Linked DNA regions of Sorghum bicolor: region 1 is linked to region 2. Evidence: chromatin contacts called from public HiCAR-type data. All regions are on one chromosome and are shown on one strand. The core of a region is the stretch at or near the end of the contact, and the rest is flanking DNA. Distances in the headings are between cores, read along the strand shown. Region 1 holds the start of LOC8072025 (chaperone protein ClpC1, chloroplastic). Region 2 holds the start of LOC8072021 (60S ribosomal protein L12-1).

Region 1 (4,168 bases), core at 1,074-3,573, 200 kb before region 2:
TTCTACCACGGATCCACGAGTCTCAACAATACTGTTAATTATATTAGCTAAACTCGTTTCCCTTAGTCCTATCAAGAGTCTCCATCATACTTAGGCTAATAGACAAAACAAAACAGTGCAGCAGTCTAGTTATTTAATAGAAATAAATACATAATGTAACCTAGCTTGCAACATTTTTTGGGCAGAAATACCACCATTATCCTTCTGTAGCCAATATAGTTTTAAAACACACATAATGAAATTTACGCATAATACTCCATGATCCAATGAATGATAAAAAATCTTAATTAATATATTTGTACTACAACACATAATTTTTTAGAGATAGATTTGAAGTTTGAGTAGCAGAATTGAAAAGGTACAGTTGAGAGCTTTACCTTCCAACCATGGCCGTGGCCTAGTCAGTTGGTGATTGATACCACAATCTTAAGCATGTGCCACCATGAACTCCAGCTAAGTCACTGGCTTGGATGGCCCAAAGACAGAGCCAAATCTAGCAGAAAAAGAAGTCAAACTCATTGAAGAACACTCTATATAACAACAGTAAGGTATGAAATATGGAATAAATATCTACCGCAGAATGTGTAGAAGTGATAAATGAAAGATGTAAGTTCATTTAATTTCGATAACAATAACATGATTATTCATAAGAATGCTCCAAAAATAGTCCAATGCACCCAATATTATGTACGTGGCAAGCATTATGACCCTGCGAGCATGTGTTTCTATTTTTCTTCCAATAAATTTAGTAGCAAAATTACAGAACCTATTGACAATTTGACATCAAAATAGAAACATAACTGTAGAAACATCGCACAAGTAGACCATCACTCCTTCCACTTCACAAACATGAGTAGACATGATAATGGGATTTCATCGCAATGTAACACAAACTCTTGGCCAGCAGCATAGCTTTGCTCACAAATAACACATATATAGGACAAAACATCTGACAAGCCAAAGGATAGACATGATTTAATCAGGACACAACCACGACACACTTATTAACCATGGTGTTCTAGCTGGGATAGCAGCTAGTAACAATAATGGTGGCCGAGGAGGAGGAAAAGGAGCTAGTGTCATTGCATGAGCACAAGCAAACCATGCCAAGGGTGCATGAGGAGGAGTTACTCACAGGATCTGCTGACGATGGCCGTGGATAGAGGCTCGGCGTCCTCTAGAAGCACGCTTCGCTTGCAGGCCCGCCTGACCCGTCAGCACCTACAAGGGGAGGGGGATGCAGATCCAGTCGCCCCCAACCTCCTAGCCGCCATGGCTGGCTATCTGGATCAAGAAAAAGGATGGTAGGGCAGGGGCAGGGATAGGCAGGCGTGGGTGTGATGGGGAGGGAGAGGAGGCAGCGATACTACAACTTAGGCAAGCGCAGGAGGTGGCGGAACGGGCTCGGCGGCGAGAAAGAGCTCGGGGAGAGTGATGTCGCACGGGATTGTCGCCGACGGGACGACTTTGGCGCAAGGGCAGTGGGGATCCAGGTGGTGGCAGAGATCATCGCCGCCGTAGTTGGAGGCGTCGTGGGAGGGGAGGAGAGGGGAGGGGAGGGGAAGGGAGGCGCTACGGTGGCCAGGTCGTACCGCGGCGGGATCCCCGACTTGGGAGGTGGGGGCGGGGGCGGGGAGGCGCCCGGGCAGCCGGCTCGCTGCGGACGGGGGGCGCGGGCCACGTCCACCGTGGTGCGCGCGCGAGCGTTCACTGGGGGGCACCGGCGCTGCCGCTCGGGCAGCCAGCTCGCTGCGGACGGGGGGCGCGTACCGGGGTGCGCGGGCACCGAGGCTCGCTGCGGGCGCGGGGCGAGGGAGGAGTGGAATGCTGGGACGGAGACCAGAGGCTTGTGAAGGAAGGTGGAGATTGCCGACCCGAGAAGGAAGGTGGAGATTGCGAACTTTCTTTTTTTGCGTGTTTGCGCGAGGGGAGGACTCGTTCGCAGGTACCGTTTGCGCAAGGGGAGGACTCGTTCGCAGGTACCGGGCAGACGGAAGAACCAAACTTTTTTTTGCACCAAAAGAAAAGATGTCCACACTTTGGTCTTTTTAGTTGTAGTAGGAGATATACAAATGAACAAGCTCTTCTTCTTTCGCAATTTTCGGCTTAACCAGGCTGAAATAAAAAAAGGATGGCATGGCAAGGCGGGCCCTCCTGCAGCCTGCACAAACTAGGGCCGTTGTTGGGCTAAGTGGGCTGCACACGCGGGCAAAGATGAGAAATTGCAAAAGCCCGTGTTGGGATGGGGGTGACGTACGACCCACTCCACCAACGCAGCGCAAGGTCTCGCTCCGTCGCCTTCCTCCTCTCCTTATCTTCTGACCTCTCCGGCTCTCCCCTCCCCTCTCCTTTTTCCCACTACCGCGGCAGGCAGCTAGCCCCTCCCTCTCGTCTCCTCCGCCACCTCCTCCCCCGCCTCGCCGGCGCAGGGTCGGGACGCTTCCGCCGGCGCGCGCTCCACGGCCCCTCTGCGGGAGACGAAACTCGGCGCGGTAATAATCTCCCCGTTCCCGTTTCCCCGTCTGAATTTGTGTAGGGTGTCTGTCGGCGCGTCGCGGTTGGGGTTGGGGGTGAGGACTTGTTGGATGGAATCAGGTCCCGCCGGCTCATCCCCTGGCTGGCCTGCACGGCGCATCCGCGGGTGCTTTCCTACTGGGTAGCGCGGATGGCTCCGGCGGCGTCGCTTTTGATGTGCGTCGCCTAGGGTAGATGCTGACCACTTGAGGTTCTGCTGATACGATTTAGAGGGCGTCTTGTTGCCTCGACCGGCAACCATATCTCTCGACTCTGTTTCGTTGAAGTTAGCAACGCGGAACGGCGGCTGGAAGGGGTAAATCGATTTGGGATTCTAAAGCATGCACGCCTGTGTCGGCATAGAAAGGCTGTAGAGTCGATTCGAGGAAATATAATCTATTCGAGACCTGCAATCGTTTCAGTATGGTGGTTGCTATTGTATTTGATGCTTCATTGAATCCTTTGCCACCTTCAGATTTAGTTGCAAACTCTTTTCTTCCATGTGAATTAGTTTGGTTAGCTGCATCTGCACAACATTTTGTGATATTTACAGTTTTACTTAGTTCCTTTTACAAATTTACAGGGCTTGGTAGGTAGAGGCCTGGGATTGCCTTCTGCTAGTTCAACATGGAGGGCGCTCTAGTTCAGTCTGCGATTGTTCCAACCGTTTACAGAAGCAGCTCAGGTCGTTTCCGCGCGCGTGCAAGGGCCAGAACAAATGCTACAATGGTGCGCAATATGCCAGCAAGGACTCTTACTCTTGGTGGCTTCCAAGGGCTGCGTCAGACAAACTTTTTGGACACGAGGTCTGTGATCAAGCGTGACTTTGTGTCGATCGTGGCAAGTCAGATTGCAAGGCCGCGCGGGTCGGCCTCACGAGGGGTTGTTCGTGCCATGTTTGAACGCTTCACTGAGAAAGCAATCAAGGTGATTATGCTCGCGCAAGAGGAGGCAAGGCGCCTTGGACACAACTTTGTTGGGACAGAGCAGATTTTGCTGGGGCTTATTGGTGAGGGCACGGGAATTGCGGCGAAGGTTCTGAAGTCTATGGGAATCAATCTTAAGGATGCCCGAGTGGAAGTTGAAAAGATAATTGGACGTGGCAGTGGGTTTGTGGCTGTTGAAATCCCATTCACGCCTCGTGCAAAACGTGTATTGGAATTGTCCCTTGAAGAAGCTCGTCAGCTTGGTATTATCTTCACCTATCTATATAGCTAGCTCATTTTCTGTTATTAGGTTTGGTTGGTTAATGTATTTACCTATAATTTTATCTGACTACTTTTGGTGTGCTCTGTTGATGCACCTTGAAAATATTAATCAAATCAGTGTAAATTCTAGTATTTTTTAATTCCTGGTATGACATTGTATTCTTCTTCCCCATCTTTTACTGGACATGCAAAGCGCTAGTGTATGTTTGTTTACTGATTGCTCATTAAGAAATATAAATGAAAAGGGTGGCCGTTGTATGTGTTTTGAGTAGAAACAAAGCACTACCATAATAGCTTATTATAATACACAGTGATGTTCTTTTATATAGCATTGCACTATAATTTGTGAAGAAGTGTGGAATGCTAATTATTGTATTTTTCTTTAAGATGATGCTAATTTATATTTGTTTTGGTTCAGTTGAAACCAAGCGACATCAAATGAGCTT
Region 2 (3,876 bases), core at 1,053-3,552:
TTGCAAGAAAACCAACATAGAGACGGTCTCAGCCGACACGTTGTGGATGTCCTTATTGTTGTTTCAATGTCCACTTTTTGTGTCAAATGTCTTAAACCGTTTCCTTGCATTCCTATCATTGATTCATTGTTGCGTTGACTTTACAACGTGCCATGAGGAGCAAGGACAGAGATCGATACGTTGCTATGAGGAGCGAGGACAAAGATCGATGAGTTTGGAGTGAGGGAGCGCCATGAGGAGGACAGAGATCGATGAGTTTGGAGTGAGGGAGCACACGAGAGTGCTTATCATGGCTCTTGATTTTCGCTTGCAACATAAAAAAAAAGAGTAATTACGGAAAACAAGGGGTGAGCATGACAAGTGGATATGGCTACTAGTGATAGGAGACAACAAGATCCAAGGTTGACATTTTCGAGAGAAGAGGGACACAAACCGCAAAAACCCTACTCTCAAGCCTTGAAAAGGAGGGCCCCAAACAAACAACTCCCCAAGCCCTAATTTATAGGGGATCTCCACCAAGTGCCCCTGCACTCAGGACTGCACCTGCGTGGAAACCGATTGCGGCTCACACGCCCATCGGGCCTGCCATCCTCGCGGCCTGGATTCCTACCTAGCCTTCCGATTGGCCTCTACCTTTGCCATCAGACTTCCCGAACTCGAACCCAACGCCCACAAAACCCAACGTCCACAAGCATTTTCAGACAGAACCAAAATCGGTAGCTGAAGCAGTTCGCTCGTCAAACCAGTTGAGACAGGCTGCATTCCTTTTATAAGAAAGACCACAATCACCAAAGGCTACCTTCAAATCAAAAAGGAAGACGAAACTTATCCGGGACACGAGGTACGATTAAAGTGATTAAAACTCTGCATCCAACAAAGATGTGGTAGTAAAATTGAGGTCTCTCACAAGATAACACTAACATAGCTAGACAAAAACAGATGGAATCACATTGCTTGGCAAGGTACATCAGCAGAATGCAGAACAAACACCACTTCAGCAGCACCAATGGTAGTCTCCTTCGATGCCTAGTCTGCGTAGACAAGAAATGAATGTAAGACATCAATTACATGTTGGATCTCATGATAGAACATAAGCAATGTGGTTCGACTGAGGCATTCTGCAGATCAATAAGGGTAGATACATTGTTGAACAGAAGGCGGTGAAATTTGGACAACCATTTACAATGCCACACTGAAATCATGTCTAAACAAGGAAAAAACATTAACAAATCTTGGCCAAATTGGCAGCTATATAATCCATCGACATTCAAATTGAATGACAAAACGATTTATTTCCGCATTCAAACTGAAGCACAAAACCATTTATTTCCACTATTGATTGACCAAATGAACCATAATGATTGGATTGATCAACTAAATTAATATCTAGGCCTCAATGAAAAACTATTAGCAAAAACAAACAGTGCTCACTCAACAGGATATTGAAATGGTCTTCTCAATAACAAAAGAGTTGTAGCACAGCAGAACCTGCTGAAGTTCCTACACAACAAATCTGTCAGCCATTCCGCAGTGCTTTCTCTCACAACAAATCAGCAAACAGTTTTCAGACAAGCAAACAAGCTAGACATATATACTAACAATTAGCTTCCCATGACATGAAACAAACAAATCAATAACAGTAGCATCTCTCTGCAACCCTGGCAAGAGCAAACCGTAGCAGTAATAACAAGAGAGGTTGAACGAATTTCACCTTCAAGCGGATGGGATCTCGACCTCGCCGTCATCAATCTCCTGTTGCAGGTCCTTGGGGTCCTTGCCGTCTACGGTGCATCCGACGCTGACGCAGGTGCCGAGGATCTCCTTGACGGTGCCGGCCATCTCCTTGGCCATGGACCTGGGCCTCATGGTCTTGGCGATCTCGACGACGTCGTCGAGGCTGATGTTGCCGCTGTGCTTAATGTTCTTGACCTTCTTCCTGTCCCTCTCGGGCTCCTTGAGCGCCTTGATGACGAGCGCGGCGGCGGAGGGCACGACGGAGACCTTGGCCTGCCTGTTCTGTACCGTGAGCTTGACGGTGACGCGGAGGCCCTTCCAGTCCTTGGCCGTCTCCTTGGCGATGTCCTCGCCGATCTTCTTCGGGGAGAGGCCGAGCGGGCCGATCTTGGGCGCCAGGGACGACGCCGCGCCCACCTCCCCGCCCGTCACGCGGACGAAGACCTCCACCACCTGCGACGGGTCGAGCTTCGGCGGCATGGCTGCTGCTGCTGCTGCTTGCTCGGCGGCTGGGTAGGGTTTGGGAAAGGGCGGCGGACTGGCGGCGGCGGATGGTTAGGGTTTCGGCAGGCCGCGGTGGGCGTCTTTATATACGTCTCGTTACAAGGTAGGCTTGCTTGCCCATCTCGTTGGCTTGTTTGTGATTTGGGCCTTGGGTCACTTTGAAAGCCCATATAAAACTCGGCCCACACATGGATGTGGCCCATCTTCCCCCTTCCCGGCCCACGCCGATCAGGGATTCAGGAACAGAGAGCGCGCGCGGCGGCCGGCGGCGTGCCGTTTCGACGGCGGTCGCCGCGCTGGCGCTGACTCCACAAAGTGGAAGTGGGTTGACGTGGCGTGGCGGCCAGTGAAGCGTCGGTGTCCTGACACATGCATGCTTGCCTGCCATCGCGAGTTCGCGACGGCTACCTGCCGCCTTCCTTCTGTTCAGGTGGGTTTCAATTCAAGCAGGCGTAGCTGCTGCTGCTGCTGCTGAGGTTCATCATCATCATCATCCACTAATAAAGTACTAGAAACACACAGAACGTATTAATTAGGTGCAGGAGAAAGGAAGCAACCACAATGATGAGAGTTTATGAATACGCTTTTGCTACGGGCTGTGTGTGTGGTCGATTCAGCAGGGCAAGCTTGTACATGTGGCCATTCGATTCCTGCTCTCTCACAAGATTAATCTTTCTCTGCTGGTTCTGGTTCCATCGTCTCGTCGTCAACCATGGCTGAGTTGTTCACTTCACAAGGCAATGCAATGCCTTCACCACTCACTCGCGTCGAGTGCACCCACCGCCATGGATTCTCCTTCCTTCTCTAGCCTTGGAAGCAATGATGGAGCTGACGACGATGACACCGACGCTGCGTGGCCATTGCATGGATCCCAAGCAATCACCTCAGCCTCAGCTGGTGCGCTGCTGCCGCTGCACCGTCAGCTTCCCCCAAACAGTGCGTGTGAGTGTGACTACGAGAACGAGACGACGCGCTCGCATACATTACATGGTCCAACCTCCACTTCATCGGTGACGAAAAGTCAGCCTGTTTATTCCTCATACATAACCCGATCGGCATCAGAAGCTTATATTTGATCAGAATAATGAATAGCCGATATCTGCAGATTTCCTGGGTTAATTAACAACCTGACATTAACTTTGAGCTTCCACTTGCAGTTGCCGCAGCTCCCAATTCGATTGGGTGCGGATAACATGGCATCGGGAGCTGAAAGCTGATGGATGGAAGGTCCTTGTCTGTCCAAGACGATCTACCTTAACTGACACTGTTCGCGGCCAGCATCCCCTTGCCTGATTACCAGTGAGCGAACGAGTTATAACACCTCTCGGCTTTTCCTGATCAGGCAGCAAGGCACATTTAGCAGCCTTCCAATCAGCTTGTGCTGCAGTTGATGAAGAATCTAATCCTCCTTTTTTCTTTTCGATCGGTGCATGAGTAGTCAGCGTTGCGTTTCTGCAGCTTCATGGTCATTACTCATTACGTCCTGTATTTAAATAAAAAGAACACTAGGAATCGACCGACAACCTGCCGCCGTTGCTGCATTCATTCAGAGATGATTTCATTTCAGTTCGTCCATGGATGATGTCAAGCTTACCCTGGGCTGATGCAGGCAGCGCACTGCAAATACGCAAAGCCTGA

Evidence for each region. HiCAR-type assays count read pairs that join an accessible place to other places.
Region 1: a HiCAR-type map of leaf shows a contact between it and region 2, with 4 times the contacts expected there. The contact joins the promoter of LOC8072025 here to the promoter of LOC8072021 in region 2. A contact is called at or near these places in 1 of 4 Hi-C or Micro-C datasets (leaf) and 1 of 1 datasets of contacts at active chromatin or transcription factors (leaf).

Annotation. Positions count from the first base shown.
Region 1 is chr6:40,437,997-40,442,164 of Sorghum_bicolor_NCBIv3, reverse strand. LOC8072025 (chaperone protein ClpC1, chloroplastic) reads left to right here and starts at 2,323. Exons shown (of 10, transcript XM_002447679.2): 1 at 2,323-2,492; 2 at 3,098-3,703. The coding sequence starts at 3,142.
Region 2 is chr6:40,234,850-40,238,725 of Sorghum_bicolor_NCBIv3, reverse strand. LOC8072021 (60S ribosomal protein L12-1) reads right to left here and starts at 2,302. Exons shown (of 2, transcript XM_002446300.2): 1 at 1,712-2,302; 2 at 730-1,031. The coding sequence starts at 2,214. The coding sequence ends at 1,714. It overlaps LOC110436234 (a long non-coding RNA gene), which reads left to right and starts at 2,433. Exons shown (of 3, transcript XR_002454040.1): 1 at 2,433-3,537; 2 at 3,848-3,876.